2 separate regions of the Mus musculus genome follow, and region 1 is linked to region 2. The links are chromatin contacts, called in public HiChIP or PLAC-seq maps. All regions are on one chromosome and are shown on one strand. The core of a region is the stretch at or near the end of the contact, and the rest is flanking DNA. Distances in the headings are between cores, read along the strand shown. Region 1 has its middle 27 kb from the start of Gm39826. Region 2 has its middle 74 kb from the start of Gm32500.

Evidence for each region. HiChIP or PLAC-seq counts read pairs in DNA pulled down with a chosen protein or histone mark.
Region 1: a contact with region 2 is called in an H3K27ac HiChIP or PLAC-seq map of VIP interneurons, with 4 times the contacts expected there. The contact joins two enhancer-like sites. A contact is called at or near these places in 3 of 115 datasets of contacts at active chromatin or transcription factors (the NIH/3T3 cell line, SST interneurons and VIP interneurons).

Annotation. Positions count from the first base shown.
Region 1 is chr11:56,752,647-56,755,346 of GRCm38.p6, reverse strand. No RefSeq gene overlaps it. Among named protein-coding and RNA genes, the nearest start is that of Gm39826, 27 kb to the right of the region's middle. Within about 2 kb of position 1,361, at least 27 of the 459 cell types and tissues checked have an H3K27ac peak or open chromatin away from gene starts, as enhancers often do. A contact at or near this core is called in SST interneurons and VIP interneurons, where this site is marked.
Region 2 is chr11:56,350,556-56,353,475 of GRCm38.p6, reverse strand. No RefSeq gene overlaps it. Among named protein-coding and RNA genes, the nearest start is that of Gm32500, 74 kb to the left of the region's middle. Within about 2 kb of position 1,430, at least 7 of the 459 cell types and tissues checked have an H3K27ac peak or open chromatin away from gene starts, as enhancers often do. A contact at or near this core is called in SST interneurons and VIP interneurons, where this site is marked.

The DNA.
Region 1 (2,700 bases), core at 112-2,611, 400 kb before region 2:
CCAGCATTAAATAAAAAGACATATCAATCGTATGGATAAATTTAACTGTACCTTTCAACTAGCAGCAGCAAAACCAGAAACAAAATTCTGAGTAGTTAATAAAAGAGAGAGGAAAATGCTATTGGCTCCAGAAAGACATCTTTCAGAGAGCCAAGGGATAGAGAAAGGATGGAAGGACTGAGCAAAGGAAAAAAAATATTATGAGTGGCATCTGAAAATCAAACTGTAAAGGTGCTAAGGAAAGTGAAGGCCATGCCAGAGGCTCCACTTTTGGGCAAAAACATGTCCGTTATTCACATCTCTCTGCTCAGAGCACAATGCTGACCTTTCAATCCCATTGCTTGATTCTTTCACCAAGAGATCAATTTTCAATCTGATCAAGTTTACTTCTTCTTTTCTTTTGTGTGCATGTGGTGTTTATGCGTGTGTGGAAGTGTGTATATGTACGTATTGTGTGTGTGCGTGTGTGCGCGCGCGTGTGTGTGTTTGTAGTGTGTGTGTTTGTGAAGGTGTCTATAGAGGCCATCAGAACAGGAGTTAGCGCGCGTGTGTGTGTTTGTAGTGTGTGTGTTTGTGAAGGTGTCTATAGAGGCCATCAGAACAGGAGTTAGAGACTGTTGGTTGTGAGCACCAAACTCAGTAGTCTGGAAAGACCAACATTATTTGGAAATAAATAAGTAAGTAAATAAAAACTAAACCCTCAAAAATGTGTTACTCTAATTCCAGGAGGCTTTGCAGGACATAGTACACAGGTGTTGTTGTTGTTGTTGTTATTGTTGTTGTTGTTGATGATGATGATGATGATGATGATCAAGTGAAGTGGAGGCACAGAGAAGTGACCGCCTTGTTCACTTACTGAGGTCTTCCCTGTAATGTAAATGAGAAACCCCAGAGAGTTGGAAGCTGCCTCTCTCATTCATCCTTCGGTGACATCACAAGACAAGCTGGTAACTTTTGGTTTGATGGGATGACATAATTGTGCTTTATTTTTACAAAGCCCTTCCTTCCTGAGACTGACATAAGACATATTCATGGATGAAATGATAGATATTCGATACATCTTGACTTCTAAAGAAGATGAAGTAGGGAAAATAAGTAAAAGAAGATGGGCCGTGAATTGCAAAATGTTAATGCTTTGTAATAGATATAAAAGAGTTCATAACACTGTTCTATTTTTGTATGTATTTGAAGCTTTTCATCACATAAAAATTGGTAAAAATTTATGTAGCTAAAACCAGAACCCAACTCTCAAAGTGGTCAGCTGACAATGTCTAACTGAATTGGAAGGAAGCACGGGCCGCCTGTGTCCCATGTTGGAGGACACCCCCATCTTCCCTAACAAAGGCAGCATGCTACCAGGGCCCTGCGTTCCCCTGTTTGGTTCTTTCTGCATTTCTAGACATTCATTCAGCTCCAAGTCACACAGCTGCTGATATTGTAAAAATGTTGCTAAGCAACATGTTAATGGGGAGAAAACACTCCTTAAAACATTAGGGGTTTTGTCTTTTAAAATGTACCAGTTCAGCATATCATACCTCCCACAGCTCAATTTAACAGGAGGAAAAATACCAACTCTCTGAATGTAATTCCTTTTCTTCCATCTTCCTGACTGGATCCAAATCTAATAAGAGTAAGAAATGCACCATGGTGATGACCCAAAATCACCCACATCCCTGTGGTCATTTGGTGGTTTGCATGTAGAACAGCAGTTCCCTAGGAACTAAGACCTAGGATGGGGCTTGGTGAGGACAATGAGACCAGGAAGAGGAGTAAGGTGAGAGATGCTTTCATTTTCTCCCCTGTACTTTTGTCCAGAGCATAAGAGCCTGCTGTAGCTTTCAAGGCTCTAGAACTTGGATGGGTCGAGTCACCTATTAAGCCTCAGTTTCTTTTCTAGTAACTCAGAATATTTGACTGAATATTCATGGAGAGAGAGAGAGAAAGAGAGAGAGAGAGAGAGAGAGAGAGAGAGAGAGAGAGAGAGAGAACATGTGATCATGTGTAGATACATCTCTCTGTGTGGGTACATATACTAGTGTGTATGTGAGATGGGAGCCAGAGGTCTACCTTGGGTGTCACTCCTCAAGAGCTGTCCCCTTGTTTTGTGAGACAGGTTCTATCACTATCCTGGAACTTGATAGTTAGGCTGAATTACATAGACAGGAAACCTTAAAGATCCAGCTTCCCCACCCCTAATGCTGGGACTAAGGGTGCATCACTAATCCAGGCTTTTTCAAATGAGATTTGAATATCGAACACAGATCTCATGCTTGTCCAGCAAGGACTTTACTAACTGAGCCATCTCCCCAGACCCTGAAAGGCATTCCTAATTCCAAGAGTTATGTCTACAAGGGATCCCACAAGGTCAGAGCATTCTTGTGTGCTTTCTTTGGGTAGCATGGGGGGTGGTTAGCTTCTGCTTTCTGAGGCCTGGGGAGGATGCTTGAGCATTTGACAGGTGCCCAGGTGCTGTTTTGATGGACAGGAGGAAGAGACAGGTACAAGGCTCTCCAAGCCAAATGAGCAGAACAATGAGCAGACTCTGACCCAGGAGACTGACACAGCCGTCATTCAGAGGCAAGCTTCTGTGGCAAGGCCCGGGGCTCAGAACTTGGTGGTGTGTGCGCTCTAGGTGTGAAGCTTCCAGCTCTCACCTCTGAGTGTGAAGTGTGGGCAGTTTTGAGAAGACAGAATGAGATA
Region 2 (2,920 bases), core at 181-2,680:
ACTATATGAGCAGTATACGGATAGCGGCAGTCAAAATAATCATTGATTTAATGGTTAACTAGATGGCACACTGTCCATAAAATTAAAGTCTGAACGTGTTAATGATGCAGATCTCAATGTTGAAAAGAAAATTAAATCTTCAGAATTCTTCCTGTTGTGCAGTGTTGGACATGGAACCCAGGCTGTTTAGCATGTTATGCAGGTGATAGACTATCTCTGATATAGTCTTGATAAAAGAAAATGGGAATTAAAGGTTTGTAGTAGATGACTGAATTCACTGAAACTTGTGGGTGTGTCTAGCATTGGAGAAGAATGCAACAATCAGTCATAGCATCTCAGTGGTCCTGGGTTCTTAATGTGTTTCAGGCTCTATTCCAAGCTCCACATTCATGAATGCATGCTCACCCCAACTTTGTGTTTGTGGTATTTGTATGTGTATGTGCTCATGTGTATGTGTGTTGTGGGTACATGTGTTGTTGTGGGAGATGTACATGCTCTTATATGAATTCACACAAAAGCCAGAAGCCAACACTCATTGTCTTCCTCAATGGCTCTTCATTTTAAGGTTTAAAACCCTAAACCCATAGCTCCCTAACTCAAATAGAGCAGGTGACCAACAAAGTCCCAGAAATACTTCTCCCATTTCTGCCCATTCCCCAACAGCCTCCCTTAGTGCTGAGATTACATATATGTACCACCATGTCCACACCAACCTGGGTGCCAAAGATTCAAAGGCTGGTACTCATTCTTGTGCAACAAGCATTTTGCAGACTGGGTCTTTGCCCTGGGCCACGATTTTGTTGTAATAATACTATTCACAATTTACAGTTGAGAAAACCAAGGTGAATTGGTATGGTCCACCCACCAGTTTGCCATTGGCCATACCATCATCTTGGAGGAGAGTGGGTAGATTGAAGGGAAACTGTCTAATGGTCACACGCTTCCTGCAGCTTAAATACCTTCCCCAAATATGTTCCTCTTAAAACTCATTTGCAAATGAGATCATGTACAAGGGAGCATTTTGTTTTATAGCTTGCCACTTGCTGTATTTAGATAAATGCTAAAATGCTGAGATGCTTGTTATATTAAAAAAATACAAAGTTGTTTTGCATATCAAAATCTCTTAGCACAGTCTTTGCTGGGGTAAAGGAAGTTGAAAATAAGACAGTTCCATCTCTAGCATTTGCTTGCTTTTTCCCCATAATGTAGCTCGTGATTACTCTGCAGATGGGGTCTGATTATCAAATTGTGTGTCTTCCAAATCCCACTCATATCAATAGCACGTGAGACAATAACTCCCAAGTGGTGTCAAGGCCCCCATCGTCAGAGCTACTGCCGGCAAGCATTTGGGCCAAGAATAAGAATGTGTGTACACTTCCAGCTTTGCAATCAGTATGGAAATGAGTCAACTTATAGATGCTGAGTGATCTTATAGAAAGGGCTCCAGCTGCAGACAAATGCCAAGCCGAGAATGATCAGCAGAGCAGAGCCTCTGCATACTCTCTCCAGCTGCTTACAGCCAACGAGTTTTGGCAGCAGAGCAGCCTTGGCTGGACTGTTGAATTATCCTGGGCTGAAGGAAATCTTCAAGGCCTTATTGTCATCCATGAGGAACCTGAAGGTTAGACAGGGACTACTGTGAGGTAGAAACAGGAGCCTGTGTGGGGTGTGGTCCGCACAGGTTTGAAGCCTGCTAGAATTTCTGCATGATTGAACTCACAGATATATTATTCATTTCTGTGAAAATGTATTTGGATACATATTTATTAAACAAATATTTTCAGAACAGCCAAAGGCCATTCTCCTCATTGCAATCAGAGGAATTGTTTTATAATGCAAACTCAGTTATATTGTTCTTTCCCTAAAGCCCTCAAAAGGGCTTATATTGCTCTTAAAATAAGATTTAATTGTCTTACCAAAACCTGTGAGGCCCAAAGAATTTGACCAGTGCTTGTGCCTGGCCAGGTGGCTTGTGTCACTCTGACCTCGCTCCCATCAGTTCTAAATGTTCTCTGGGCTACACACCCATCCATTCTACATCACAAGATGGAGCCTGCCCAGGGCTTTTGTTTTGTCTCCTACTCCTCCTGTTGGTTTCCTTTCAGTCTGGCTTCTCAGAGGGGACTGCTTTTGTCATGATGACTCCATGTCATCCACCCTATTTGCTCTGCCAATTTCCTCTAGCACCCATCTGGCACTTGTCAATGATATTCCACCCAGGGCATGCTCTTGACAAGATTGACTCAGAACAGCATTGAGCAAGTGATGGACCAGAGAGCTGAGAAAATGACCAGATCCCACTTGGAAGATGTTTCAGACCAAGCTCTCAGACCCCAAGCTGAACATTTTTCATAATCCTGGAAGGGAGATGGAAAGAAACCAAACAAACATTGGAATGTCACCATTAACCTATCCTAATTTCAACCTTCATAAACCCAAATCCCATTTTATAACAGTCTTTTGAATTCTGATATGAAATTTATGGATGTTCAGCTCAGTTGTGACAAGTAGTTTCATAAATTCAGATATAATATAAAGTAGATAAAATCCATCTATGATAAAATCATATTATTTAATACTTCAGAATGATTATGCTAGAAGACATGTCTATCCGTAATAAATATTTTTGAAGTTGGGAGGAGCACGACAACATCTGAGTAACAATCAGTGTTTGCTCTTATCGCTGCTGCTTTGAAATCAAGTCTTAACACAGACACATATATTCTGTTTCCAATGGCAGTCACAACTACACATCAAACTGATACATATGTGTCATTTGAGCAGGGTAAACACTAAAAATAACTATTTCACTGACTACATGTGTGTTGGTTTCTGGGGCCATGACAGACACCTGAGAAACAGTTTAAGGCTCACAGTTGCAAAGGGTTTGGTCCATGGTTGCCTGGCTTCATTACTTTGA